3 separate regions of the Mus musculus genome follow, and regions 1 and 3 are each linked to region 2. The links are chromatin contacts, called in public HiChIP or PLAC-seq and promoter capture Hi-C maps. All regions are on one chromosome and are shown on one strand. The core of a region is the stretch at or near the end of the contact, and the rest is flanking DNA. Distances in the headings are between cores, read along the strand shown. Region 1 has its middle 20 kb from the start of Gm29895. Region 2 holds the start of Ednra (endothelin receptor type A). Region 3 overlaps Gm29895 (a long non-coding RNA gene).

Region 1 (4,754 bases), core at 1,222-3,721, 300 kb after region 2:
TAAGGCCTGTGTCCCCCTGCGAGTGCCCCTTGGAATGTGTATACCAAAGAGAAGACAGATGAGTGTAGAATTTCATGATTAAATATCGTTGGAAACCAGTGAACAACCTGTTCCCTCTTCAGAGCGCCCACGATGCACATCAAATCCTCACAGACTTTGGAAAGTAGCAGCGTGGTGGGGGGAGCTCTGAGGAGCACTTGGGAGCTTCCGAACAATCCTACTGACATCAATGGCCATCTTTCAAAAGCAACGGTCTTCTGAGCACCACGCCTGAGAAGCAATGGTTTTGAAAACTTTCCTCCTTTTTAATATCCTTGATGACTCTGGGATTTGAAAGCTGAGAAGCATTCTACCCAAGATTGACCGTCCCCAGTGTGGCAGGAAGTCACCATGGGAAACGTTTCAGAATGAAAGGGCCAGGAGTCAGTATTCTGTAATCCTGCTGGACCACAGAGGATGTCACATTCATTAATATTCAGTTATAGGAAGACTTTTCCATTAATATAGAAATTGTTATGAGAAGTAATTAGTGAGACTTTTTAACTGATACTTTATGGAAAACATCTAATATTTCATTTAAAAACAGACTAAACATAGTCTGTGTCCTCAGCTTTCTCTCTCTCTCTCTCTCTCTCTCTCTCTCTCTCTCTCTCTCTCTCTCTCTCTGGGTGAGGGAGAGAAGTGTGATTAACATTTGTTTAGGCTTTTACCCATACCATGGTTACAGGGTAAGGGTCAAATGTGTTCTCTCCAGCACTTATGGTTTTTTTTTTTAAAGACATTTAAGGAAAAGGCAGAGGCTGGGAGATCAGTGAGGGTGGAGGAGACCAAACTCTGTGAAATGCTTAACCTTTTAACATAGTTCAACAAAGTTTAGATTTCTGGCAAAACGCCTAGACTTTGTAAAGCTGCTCTCGGGCTGACCGGACCCTGGCACTTAAACTATTCTATCGTAAAAGCCCTTAGCAATGCGAAGGAAGGAAAGAAAGGAAAACAAGCACAGCTTAATGGCTTCAGTTGGGCTCACAGCACAGGGTGAGGCGTTCGAAAGGAGTGTTAACCAGAACCTAGGAACTTGAAGATTTATCAGCTACCTCTGCTAAGAGAACAAACCACAACCACAGGGAAAACAGGCTTGCCATGAAAGGAGAGGGAGATCTGAAGTATACATGACAAACCCAATCTGTCATGAATTAGAAAGAATTTGACTTTACAGAAGCATGGTGACTGACTGCCCTCATGGTGAACAGCCGGAGACACTGATCTAGGTGCACATGTCCTGGGCACGTAGTCTGAGAAGTTAGGTCTCCCAGAAATGCCTATTAAGGTTCAGTGGCTGCAAGCATGAGGGACAGTATCTTCGAGCCAGAGGAAATAGGGAATTTGTAAGCAGCTCAGGCTAGTCTCATCCTTCAGGACTGCCTGCTGGTGTTTCGTGTGACAGTTGTGTGTTCCTTTGAATTCCACAAGTTTCTCTGAAGTTTGTCATATGTTGGAATCAGTTGTAAATAAGAAAATGCAAGATGGTCATTTTGAAAATAATTACAGATAAATGGGAAACACAGTGTCCATGTGTGGTCCTCAGAAGGGATCTACATCTGGAGGAATGGACATCAATGAAAGAAGGATTGTTTAGAGGCTCCTGAGTTCCTCTCAGAGCGTCTTCCATTGCCCTAGTGCTTTTCAACGTCTGTGATGGTTTGATGTGCATTTTGGGAGCTCTGAAGCAGGAACTGTATTTGATCATGAAATTCTACACTCATCTGTCCTCTCTTTTGCTAGATTCTATCCTAGGGGACAGTTACTGGGGAACACCGGAATCATGCAATGCTTATCATAGTTTGTCTATGACATGGACACATGTCCTAATGTACATCCAAAAACAATAGGGAAAAAAATTAGACAGATAAAAAATGGAGACATTAAGAAATAGAAGTCAGCAGTTAAATGTGCTAGAAAAGTTAAGAATCTATTCACCTACAAAAAATTCAAGCACTTTGGCTCTGAACAATAAAAAGACTGAAGACAGGCAGTGTCTCTGTGTGTGCAAGCACATATGTGCATGCATACCTGTGTTAAAACATGCATATGCGCATGTGTCTGTGTGTGCATATGTCGGCATGTACATGTATGTATCTGTATGTGCTTGCGGGTATGATCATGTGTCTGTGTGTACTTGGGTGTCTGTGTGCATGAGTGTGTATACTGGGGTGTCTGTGCATGCATTTGTACAAGAGTTAGTGAGGGTACATGTACTTTCGCAGCTGACCTTGAACAGACGTCCTGGCCACCCTGGCCTTGTTTGTTATCCAGGCCTTGCCAGAGGACAATATGTTCCGAGGCACCTCATTTGTTACTAGTAGAGTTTGTTGCTTTTATTAGATTGATTCTTTCAATCCAACCCATGACGTAGGATATCAAAGCATTCTAAGTCATGGGCTCATTAAAGTGAGAGGTCACAGTGATAACTGCCATGGTTTTCCACTGTCTGGGCTCTTAGTGGGGATAAACAGTGGGTAGAGAGGCTCGGGCATGTTACCATACATATTCCTTGCTGGTTGGAATGTATTAAGAGGAGAGTCTTAATGAAAGATACACCAATGGCTACTTCATTTTTAGTCTGAAAACTACCAAGAAAACAAAACAAAGCCAAAGAAATTTGCTAGAAAATTATCCCTCCAAAAAGCAGCAGTGTTGTGGGTCTCTAGTTCATGTGAAACAAGTCCCACTGAGGGTGAGTTAACAGTAGCAACAAGATTCAATAAGGATGCCTTTTCATTATGTTTTTACTATAAAAATAGTTTGAGCTGCACTTTTCAAAATAGAGGCACTGCTCAGATTCCAATAATTCTAAACTTTCCTGTGAAATGCCCGGAGTTCTGGTAGTCTGAGTGTTCTGTCAGCGTGAGATCTGATTTATAGCATTGTACAAACTCTTGCTGCCTTTACCTTTTGGTATAATCCAGCTTAACTCTTACATGCTTTTATTATATTGGTTCCATTTCCCCCACTATTGAATCCATATCACAATTCCTCATGGGGTAGCAGTGATTTTCCCCAACGTCCAAAATTACTCGGTTATATGTCTTACTCTTAAGTAGTTTATTGATTGAATGTTTATGAATGAGCCCAGAACTGTGGAGATGCCCTGACTTGGGAAGTGTAAGTACATAGCTTCATCCACATGGAGTGGCATCAGCTGTTTGCAGAAGGTCACCAGAGCCAAGCTTCTCACGTTTATATAGATGCATTTACGTGGGGCTGAGTGTGGTCGGGAGACAAGAGAGGCAGGGAAGAGAAGGCTTCAAGGGAGGGAATAAAGTAGATGAAGGAATATATGCTATGTGAAAATGGAAAGGGGATTCTGGAGTCTGAAAGGCATGACTCAGTGGACAGGGAAGAGAAATCAACACAGAGGAGGGCCAGCAAAAACAGAATATGAAAAACTGCAAGGAAAAAACCTGTTACTTTGTGCATTAACTAAAACATAAAATAAAATAATGCATATTAGGTTAGATTATGAAAATGTTTATAGAGGCAAGGTCATGGGAATATAGAAAGAATGCATGCAGCCATTAGCATGGTAAGGGATGGTGTTCAGGAAAACTCCAACTTATTGTCTCTTTGAACTTGGATTCCTGACCTCCAAAACAGTAAGAGAACAATGTTGTTTAAGGATTACACACACACACACACACACACACACACACACACACACACAAGAGGTTGAGATGAAAATATTTGAAATAGTAATCACCATCCCCATCCAGCCTGTGTATAACATGGATATCCAGAGAGAGGGACAGCTGGCTAGAAGGCATCCAGGCTAAGGAAGGAAGGTTGGTCAGTCACTGGGGATTAAGGAGGATTTAGATTTGTGTCTGGTTTACATGGTGGTGTTTATTTTAATCTTCGTGTTCTGGATTTCCAGAGCCCTGTGGGCTGATGTCCTCCATTGCTGTTCCCCAGCCCACATGCCCACACTCCATCAGGTAGGATCTGTCTGGCAGTGAGTGACTACGAAGGCTCCTGTTCCTCAGTTTGCGCTTTTTTTCTTCTTCCATGCTTCACTCTTCGCCTTTCACCTCTTGGCACACACCATCTTTTAAAAAACAATCTTACATGGAAGAGAAAACCCAAAGTCGATCTGTACCTTTGCCTGCTCAGCCTTGCTAGGTTGCTTGCTGTGTGAGCAGAAGCTATGTAACATGGAAACAGCTCTGCTTTTTGCTGAGAATGGTACTGAAGTGTTCTAAGGGCATTTCCATCACAAACTACCACACACATCACACCTTTACCAGCCAGTAGCCAGGTACCTTTGATTCTAAAATTGTATTTCCCTGTGCAATGGAAGGCCTGGCCTTAAGACTAAATACAAACCATGTAAACCCAGTGTGTGCCTCGTACTAATGCTCTTTGGTTTCCAGGCACAAGGAAGCTTGTTTCATCCTATCTGCCCACTGAGAAAACTGAGCGCTGAGTTACAGGTGCTCTTGCCTCCTTTTCTCTTATGAGACCCGGCATGTTTAGGATGCAGTATTTTATCTAATCACACCTTTAAAATGGGTCTGCATGTACTGGGATGAACCACACCCTTGATGTCTTTATTTTCCCACCCTCTTCTTCTGGGAAAAAAAAAAGGAGGAAAATATGACTGTTTCCTGGCATAGGAAGCAGTAGATAATTCCAAGGGCCTTACTGAGCAGGCTGTCACCTCCTGCACTCCCAGGTCTCCTGGCCCCAGGCTGGGCTTT
Region 2 (4,818 bases), core at 1,206-3,705:
ATACATCGCATCTCACAGGCACCAACTGGTTCTTGACTTGGGCATCACAATTTATACAGACAGAACAACATCTGTAACACATCAGGAGTCTTGAATGAGTGAAGTGACTGTGTTTTCACAGCCAAAAGGCTGCTGGATGTCATCCTGTCTCACGGCTGGGCTATAGGTGTTCACCCGCTGCTGTGATTTCAAAGTGATGGGCCTGCCATTTACTTCTGTCACTTCTGCTCACCCTTAATTGTAAGTGGTTACAGATTTTCTCTCCCGTCTCTAATAGTCCGGAATAACTGGCTGAATTATTAGTAGGTCTACAAATATCATCTTTCCATTTCCCACATGTAGACCAGAATGCCAAGTACAAAGCTTTTTACGATCTGCCTCCCTCTCAGGATAGTGAGGGGAGGCACAAGTCTTTCAATTCCTTGATTGCTTTATGATTTATGGTTCCTGGTTTCCCAATGGGAATGGAATATTTAGTAATAGTTATCTTAAAAATGAGAGACAGAGGTCTTTCCCATAAACAAAATGGCTTCATGGTCTATTAGAATCATCCAGGAGGGGAGTTCATGAGCCATTTGGGTGTCACAGGCACTGCACAGCTCACGTAGAGCTCAGTGGTCCTCATTGCCACAGGTACTGAGAAAGCTACAGTCATGGCTTCCTATCAGGGTGTGAGCCAGCTGCCAGTAAAACCTCTTTCCTTCCTTCCTTCCTCCCTCCCTCCCTCCCTCCCTCCCTCCCTCCCTCCCTCCCTCCCTCCCTCCCTCCCTCCCTCCCTCCCTCCTTCCTTCCTCCCTCCTTCCCTCCCTCCCTCCCTTTCTTCCTTCCTTCCTTTCCTTCCTTCCTTGCTTCCCTCCAGCAAAGACACTACCAAGAACTCATTTCTCTTGACACCTCTTGTCAGCTCACCACATCTAAGGGACATCTGTCAAAAACATGTGGATGCCATATTGTTACAGAGTGAAAAACACAAAACCAAATAAAAGAAACCTCTTTCGAATCCATGCTTTCCCAAGGACGGATCTGTAGCTCATTTTGGTATATTTCAGTCAAGCTTTGCCGGGCATCTGGCTCTAGAGCCAGAGCTCTAGAGAAGCAACTCACATTCAGACCAGAAGGACATGTCTATGGAGTCAGCATCTTTCCTTTTGTGGGTCTAGAGTTTGGTGGCATACAAAAGCTGACCCCTTAGTGCTTTCCCTAGTTAATACATCAGATTCTCAGAGCAAATGTCCACTTGCCATTAGTAATTTGGAAAATCCAACGGCGCCCAAACCGCACACATACTTAGGGCAGGTAATTTACATGGTATGGTTGCCAAGGTGTTTCATAGCCAATCTTTAAAAACAGATGAGTTGATGGCTGTGTGGGAATCAGAAACAACTACAAGAAGAAAAAAAAAATTAAACCAAGAACTTTTTTTTTTTCAAGTTCTCTGTGGTTTTGTTCTCTGGAGAAGACAAATTATCCACTCTCCTTGGACACATCCTCTGACTTTCATATGCTTTCGCCCCAGGTCTGCTGGGGTGAGGCCACTAAGGGTGGTGTAATCAGAGGTGGCTTATCTACAAACAGTTCCAGGGTTCTGCACATGAAAGACAAGAAGTGCCCTTTAAAGGACAGGACAGCACTGAGCAAATCGCCCAGACCTCCACCAGCAGGCAGATTTCCAACCCCAGCTGCCATCGTGGTGTGAGGAGGGCTCCACAGAGGTTGGTTCTTCACAGTAAGTGTCCTTGGCACTCAGGGTGCAGGATAGGAAGAGACCAACTTCACCAGGAGGCTTTGGAGCAAGCGCCCTGGGCCTTGATGCGCCTGAAAGCTTGTGTGGAGAAAAAGATCCTCCCACTCCCGGCTCCCCTTTCCTAAAAATCCGAGACAAAGCTCAATGGTCTTGTCCGGTGTCCACCCCCACTCCCCCCAGTGTTCGTCTCCCAGGAAAGCGCCCCACACTGGGCGTCCCGGGAGGTAAGTGCCAGGCCGGTCTGTTGCGTTTCCCTGGAGCTGCGAGACACCCCTGCTCCTCCCAGCAGATTGCCCCGGCAGCGACCCTATCCCTAGTTCCAGCCCTGGTTCCAAAAAGAAAGACTTGCACCGACCTTAGAGCTCCTCGGAAGCAGACAGCTCCAGGTCCGCGCACGGGCCAGCCGGAGCCTGAGCTGGAGAACGAGGGTGGCGCGCAGGGTGGCGGGTGACCAGGGCTGCAGCACAGTCTCAGCTCGGGGAAACTTCCCCGGACAGCCAGGCTTCTCTAGGGGGAGATCTTGCTCAGCCTGCAAGCTCCAGCGATGGTCCGGTGGATCAGAGAGAGGCTCCCCACCTCCTAGACACAGTTGCCAGACTAGAAGGGATGGGTGTGCGCGCGAGGCTCCCAAGGAAAAGCAAACTCCGGAGGAACACGCCTCCCGCGATCTTCCTTAGACTCCACAGGCTCCTAGACCTTCCTCTCTACTCTGGGACCTAACTGCAAGAGCGCTATCCCGCCTGCCCTCCAGGGAGCAGCCACCAAGCTGCAAAGCTGCTGCCCCCGCCAGGCCCTGAAGGGCAGGGATCTTTAACTATTTCCTTCCTGAGAAGTTGGTTAGTCTAGGATGGGTAGGATTGAAAGTAGAGAGCAACAGACCAGACTCAAGGTTGTGCCCTGTTTTAGGAAGAAACTCGAGGCACTTGAGCCCGTGAGTACGGGAGAGTTTGATCAGCAGGGGAAGCCAGGGAATTTGGGCTGTGTCTCCTGTCAACTTTGCTTAGCTTGTTAGCACTCCTCACCTTAGAGGAAGTTATGGAACCCAGGTGGACAGCATGTCTTTGGCTCAAATTTGACCTGCAAGACCACTAAGCCTTAGCCCAAGGCAAAAGGGAGCTGGGGAGTCTGTGGAAGGGTCTAGGGTGTGCTCAGAGAAATGATCATGTCTGACAATGAATGGGGAGACCCTTCAGAAGGCAGTGTCTTTATCACAGAGTGTGTCAAGTCACGATAAGATGGGGAGTGGGAGGAGAGATAAGGGCCAAACATCAGGGCTCCTGGGGAAGAAGGCTTGGCTGTACGGATGCCCTAGGACCTCATTGGTTCCCTACCGTATCTATAGTGGAATTGGACCTCAGTTTGTTCTAGGACCTCTAGGAGAAGGGAGAGACAGGACTTATATCTAGCCCCTGGGAAAGAATTTTAGCAACAGCTTCCTCATAGTGTGGTGGCTAGATTCCAAGAACAAATATCCCAAGAGAAAGGACATAGAAACTGCCACCTACTTAAGGCCCAGGTCCAGATAGTGACACAAAGGGGCTTCTGCTTAATTCTGTCAGTCACCAATTCCAGATTAAAGGGTGAGGGCACAGAGACCCTACTTGACAGGGGTCATTTTGTAAAACTGTCACAGCCATCAGCAGAACACCTCGGTGGAAAGGATTTTAATATTCTTCTGGGACTGTTGGAGCAGGCATTACCCTGTCCACTAATCTAGTGTTTATCTAGCGTTTCTCTAGGAAGGATCCACAAAAATTGTCTCAGTCAGCTCTGAAGGGGTACGCTTTTGTGGCGACAGCTTGGCAGGCTGACATTATTTTCCAGGAAGAAAAGTTATTGCCTTCTTCCAGAAGACTGTTCATAACTTGGTATGTGAAATGTTCTGGATCCCAGGCCCTCTCACCCCGTGACTAGGCACGTGGACAGTGCACCATCTGTGTAACTGAACATGTCTGTCAGGCTAGTCTTTGTAACAGCACCCCCAGGACCCCCTACCTTTTGCTGATCCCACTGTGGTATGGATTAAGCATTAAAAATTTCTCTTTCACATCCCTTAGGACAGTCACTATTTAAACACAAATGAAACTAGAAAATAAACTGGATTGTCAGGGGTGCTGAGAGGCAAACTCCTGACTACTGAGGCAACAGCAGTGGGAGCCCAATGGTGCTCCTCAAATAATTATGACTAAAATTACCAAGGGTCTAGCAATTCCAGTCCTGAATATGTGTATAAAATGGGCAACAAGGTTGGTGTTGTAGACAGAGTGAGGCTGAAGAACACAGAAACAGAATGGATGTTGGTCTGTGTTTTTTCTAAGGTTGGGCCCAAGAGACACATCAGCAGGAAGGTGCCTGCTTGTTTAGCATCAAGTTACTTCAGGTTAGTGTTTGTGTTAAATATTCAGAGAGAAAGAATTCCAGCTAACTGGCATATTTGGGAAATGTGCTTATTTGTACGTGAGTGTGTGTGTGTTTGAGTGTGTGTATGTGTGTGTGAGTGTGTGTATGTGTGTGAGTATGTGTGATGGTGAAAGATGACCTTGGGAAGTTGAGTGTGAGGCTTCAGTGCAAACGCCTTCACCCACTGAGTTATCTTCCAAACCCTTGATGTTTAACTGATTCCCCCAAAGGTCAGATGACAGCTTAGTTTCTTCTTAATGACATGGACTTCAGCTTGAGTGAGTCCATTTCGAATGTGTTTCTGTGCTGTTCTGTTGTTGTTTGCTTGTTTCAATTAACGCCGTGATCACATTTACAGAAAGGACCTAGAATAGTCAAAACCACAGAGAAGGTAAGCTGGTGACTCCTGGGGCTTGGAGAAGGGGGCTCACTGTTTCATGCGTTTCACTGTGTTTCACATGTGTTTCACTGTTTCATGCGTTTCACTGTGTTTCACTGTTTCATGCGTTTCACTGTGTTTCACATGTGTTTCACTGTTTCATGTGTTTCACATGTATTTCACTGTTTCATGTGTTTCACATGTGTTTCACTGTTTCATGCGTTTCACTGTGTTTCACATGTGTTTCACTGTTTCATGCGTTTCACTGTGTTTCACATATGTGTTTCACTGTTTC
Region 3 (4,303 bases), core at 1,594-4,093, 330 kb after region 2:
TCACCCCTGGCAGGGGGCGGGGGGCGGGGGGGTGGGGGGGGGTAGAAGAACTAACATACCAAGGGAGGACTGCTGTGGCAGGTGATGTCAGCAGCCAATGGGGTCTGAGGCTAAGCCTCATTTACCTATTTTACAAGTTACAGCAAGTCACTGTGACCAAGGATCTTTCTAATTATTATCTCGGATACCACTGATTGAAGTAATTTCCTCTTATTGCCCAGCAGGTGGGGAGGCTTGTGAGAAAAACTCCGTGAAGGGGTGAGGGGGGGGGCGGGGTTGTTGGGAGGTGGGGGGTGGGAGGGGAGTGACAATCTTTATTTTCTTATGATTGTAATATGAATACATTTGAATCGCCCCGTGCTATCCTATCCAGGAGCTGAGCTCAGGATCTCTCAGGGGAGGCCAGTGCCGTGCTGAGGAGAGATTTGACACCTGTACCACGGTGGCTTAGCATCATGCAGCCGGATGAACACTTGGTGTAGGCGTTTGTTAACCAATGCAGCTCATAGGTGGATGTGACACCAGTGTCTGTAGTCCAAGTACCCAGAGGCTGAGGCAGGTGCTCCATGGCTAAATACTGAGTTCCAGGACAGCCTGAGATAAGAAGCAAAAGCCTGATTTAAACAAACAAAATCTCCATCAAGGCTTCCAGTGGTTTCCAGTGAGAAGACAACGCGGGATCCTTCCAGGAAAACAGGACGTCAGTTCTCCAGTCTAACATCCAGCAAGTTGAAACTTGTATTAAACTAGATTTCTCTTGCTGACACTACCAAATTTATATTTGTTTATTTGATATTTATGTGGGGAAAAATTTTTAAAAGTCACCCTTGAAGCCAGTTTTATAAAAATAACTTTTGATGAAAGTGCCTTGCAATGTGTACATTCCCATTTGTCATGAGAGAGAATATAAATAATTAAGAGGTAGAAAATGTACAGAAAATAAAAATATCCCTATGGTCATGAAGCCTACTCCCACAGTCCACACATGTGCTCTCACACATGTGCTAAGCTTTGGTTGGGTCACAGGCCAGAGCAGTGAACTGTGAAGGAAACAAGGGTAGCCTCCTCCTAATGGTGGTGGCCCTCTGGGATGCTGCCCGGCCCCCACCTCAGCTCACCAGTTAACCCTTAGCTGTTCAGCACCCACGCATCTGACAGACTTTTCCCACCACAGGAGTTTGTGTGTCCCGCTGGACTCAGCTGAGCTCCCACAATTATAAATAGATCTTTCTTGGGTCTTGGGAGGATCTAGAGGCACCAGAAATAGAGGAATTTGGGTTGGGGTGGGAACTTAAGGCCAGAAAGTGGCAAAGGTCTCAGGTACAAGGAGAATCGAGGCCTGTTGTTTGTTTTTTCTTTTTGTCTTTTTTCCTCAGAAGGCAATAGCTTGGGGCTCCTGGCGATATAATTATTAGCTGATTTTTAAGTATTTGTTATCTTAAATTATGTGTATGTGAGTGAGTTTGTGGGTGGGAATATGCCAGTGTCTACTGGGGCCAGAGGCATGTGACCCTTTTGGACTGTTAAAGGTAGGTATGGGCCTTCAGACAGGGGTCCTGGGAATCTAACACAGGTCCTCAGGAAGAGCACTGAGCACTCTTAACCACTGAGCCATCTTCCTACCCCTTAGTTATGTTGGATTTTATTAATTTTCTTTGTAATTTTCTGCCACTTTCAAATTTTTCGTTATACAAATTTTATTTATTAATTATTATATTAATTACTTAATTTGTGCATGTACAAATTGGGTGGGTGCCAGTGTGACCCATCCCCATGCGTGCGTGTGTGCGTGCGTGTGTGTGTGTGTGTGTGTGTGTGTGTGTGTGTGTGTGTGTGTAGATAGCTGGCATCATGGGATTGAACACATGTCATCAGACTTGGTTGCAAGCACCTTTAACTTCTGAGCCCTGTACATAAGTTTTAGAATAAGAAAAACTATTTTATAACCACAAGATAGAACTTATTTTCTTTCTTACATGAATCAATTTGTAGACCTTTTGAAGTAATAGTGTACATGTGTTGCTTGTTGGTAGTAGTGGGCAAGAATCACTGGTATATGAGGAGAGGGGAGTGGGAGACAGTCCGTGGGGAGGGAGTAGATGGGAGGGAGTGGGAGAGTCTGTGGGGAGGGAGTGGTCCATGGGGAGGGAGTGGTCTATGGGGAGGGAGTGGTCTATGGGGAGGGAGTGGTTCATGGGGAGGGAGTGGTCTATGGGGAGGGAGTGGACCATGGGAGGGAGTAGAGGAAAGGGCTTGCACGGGGAGAGTGTGCACCAGTGCTTTCCAAGCTATGTGTTGTATGAATCTCCAGATACCTTCACTTAGAAAGATCTCCAGAAGCTTCTGTGAGCAGTGGCCCAGCTTGGCATCTCATATGGAGTTTTCTTTCCAGAAATTACCTCTTACCCAGTCTAGATGCAACTGTTGTCAAGAGTCAGCACTTACTTGACCCAAGTTTGCTGTAGAAATCTTCCTTTCTTATTTATTTATTTTTCTGTCTTGGTATGTTATCTTTGATTAGCCTAGAACTTACTATGTACACCAGGCTGGTCTTGAACTCACTAATATCTAGCTGCCTAGGCCTCCTGAGTGCAGGGACAAAAGGCGCTCGCCACATCTGCCTTCATTTTTACTTACTTTCAATAGGGGAACTGAAAATTGAGATTCTTCTGGACTAGGAGCACCTTGTCGTTCTGCCTGCCCTAGAGGAGCCTAGTTCCCCTAACCACTTAATTCCCCTCTGCTTAAGGTAACCGGAAACGATTTTGCTGCCTGCAGTGAAAGGACTTGTGGGTAATTTGCCAAGAGACTGGAGTAACTCCGAGCTTATGCTTTTCTGGGAATTTATCCAACTCAAGTGAAGTAGGTTTATGTCATACTCAAACAACCTTGGGAAGGATCTGACTGATGAGGAGATACACCCCAAAGTCATGTGAGCTAACTGGTGGGCTAAGGTGTTCTTGAGGGGAACAGCCTGTGCTCCCCTGAGGAATGCAGAGCAGCTAGCTCCTTATGGATAACTTTCATGACTCTAACCAGTGAGCTTGACTTGGCTCCCATGATCAGAGGACAGAAAGGGCTCTACTGGGAACTTCTGCCTAGAGGTTCTATCCCAAGGCTTGCTTGTAGAATCTGGAGGGTAAGCATCTCCATATGCAAATGAAGAGAATCTTGGCATTGTACCATGGTTGCCCTGTCCCCTGGGGCTTTGTGTAGTCACCTTCTCCTGGATCCACACCCTTGTGGCCCTTCTTCAAAACTTCGTGTGCTCCCCATCCTGAATACTGGCTGTCTGCACACAAGAACGTATCTTAATCTGCATAGTGGCTCATTGGCTGTCATTTATCTTCCCCATCTCTACAGCATCCAGAAAATGCCTGCGGGTGATGGATCCTCAGAAAGCGTCCGTGCAAACGTGTACAGCTTTATAACCTTCCAAAAGCCCAAAGAACTTATGCTTTTCTTTCTGCTTCAGAATTCTGAAAAGAGAGGAATAAAGCTTACGCGATAGGACTTTAACACAAGCTTACATCTTCATCCGCACAGCACGAAGTGGCTTTACTTCCCTGGACTGTTTTGGGAATTCTCAAAGTTCCTCCTCTCCCTGTAGAGCTTTGGTTCTCAACCTTCCTAATGATGCACTCCTGTTAATACAATTCCTCGTGCTGTGGTGAACCCCCAACCATAAAATTATTTTGTTGATATGACATAATTATAATTTTGCTTCTGATTTGAATTGTAATGTACATACTTAACATGCAGGATATCTGATGGCGACCCACAGGTTGAGAACTAGAGGGGCTGGTGTCTGGGTTTTGGTCTGGGCCATGGGATCACCCAGTGTTCTTGATGGTAAGATTTTACTAGTGTGGAGTTTGCAGTACAATCCAACATCTGCTGAGTCCTGCATTGAGTCCCACCCTTCCCCCTGGTTATCCGCAAGGCATGCTTTCAACCTGTATTCGAGGTGCTCATAGCCTGGAGCAGCTACCGATTTCCTTTTCCTGCAGCTTCAGGCTACTTGAAAAATCTCCTGTGCCCATATCTTCAAGGCTTTTCCCCACTTTCTCCTCTATAAGTATCAGTGTCTCTGGTTTTATGTGGAGTTCCTTGATTCACTTACACTTGACCTTAGTACAAGGAGATAAGAATGGATCAATTTGCATTCTTCTACGTGATAACTGCTCATTTTGCCAGCACCATTTGTTGAAAATGCTGTCTTTTTTCCACTAGATGGTTTTAGCTCCCTTGTCAAAGATCAAGTGACCATAGGTGTGTGGGTTCATTTCTGGGTCTTCAGTTC

What was found. Promoter capture Hi-C pulls out the DNA fragments that hold promoters and counts their contacts. HiChIP or PLAC-seq counts read pairs in DNA pulled down with a chosen protein or histone mark.
Region 1: a contact with region 2 is called in an H3K27ac HiChIP or PLAC-seq map of heart atrium, with 6 read pairs. The contact joins the enhancer-like site here to the promoter of Ednra in region 2. A contact is called at or near these places in 4 of 39 promoter capture datasets (cranial neural crest, frontonasal cranial neural crest, maxillary cranial neural crest and 1 more), 1 of 15 datasets of contacts at CTCF or cohesin (the NIH/3T3 cell line), 2 of 484 Hi-C or Micro-C datasets (cochlea and liver), 9 of 115 datasets of contacts at active chromatin or transcription factors (acute myeloid leukemia, cardiomyocytes, craniofacial prominence and 6 more) and 1 of 9 other capture datasets (adipose tissue).
Region 3: a contact with region 2 is called in a promoter capture Hi-C map of 3T3-L1-derived adipocytes, with 4 times the contacts expected there. The contact joins the enhancer-like site here to the promoter of Ednra in region 2. A contact is called at or near these places in 4 of 39 promoter capture datasets (the 3T3-L1 cell line, 3T3-L1-derived adipocytes and cranial neural crest), 3 of 115 datasets of contacts at active chromatin or transcription factors (craniofacial prominence, embryonic limb bud and stem cell-derived neural progenitor cells) and 1 of 9 other capture datasets (embryonic stem cells).

Annotation. Positions count from the first base shown.
Region 1 is chr8:78,022,795-78,027,548 of GRCm38.p6, forward strand. No RefSeq gene overlaps it. Among named protein-coding and RNA genes, the nearest start is that of Gm29895, 20 kb to the right of the region's middle. Within about 2 kb of position 2,472, at least 10 of the 459 cell types and tissues checked have an H3K27ac peak or open chromatin away from gene starts, as enhancers often do. A contact at or near this core is called in cardiomyocytes and heart atrium, where this site is marked.
Region 2 is chr8:77,721,997-77,726,814 of GRCm38.p6, forward strand. It overlaps Ednra (endothelin receptor type A), which reads right to left and starts at 2,456. Exons shown (of 8, transcript NM_010332.2): 1 at 2,100-2,456. LOC108167319 (a long non-coding RNA gene) reads left to right here and starts at 1,589. Exons shown (of 4, transcript XR_003947564.1): 1 at 1,589-1,726; 2 at 4,503-4,535.
Region 3 is chr8:78,054,683-78,058,985 of GRCm38.p6, forward strand. Gm29895 (a long non-coding RNA gene) reads left to right here. Exons shown (of 4, transcript XR_387791.3): 4 at 374-769. Among named protein-coding and RNA genes, the nearest start is that of Gm29895, 12 kb to the left of the region's middle. Within about 2 kb of position 2,844, at least 1 of the 459 cell types and tissues checked has an H3K27ac peak or open chromatin away from gene starts, as enhancers often do. A contact at or near this core is called in 3T3-L1-derived adipocytes, where this site is marked.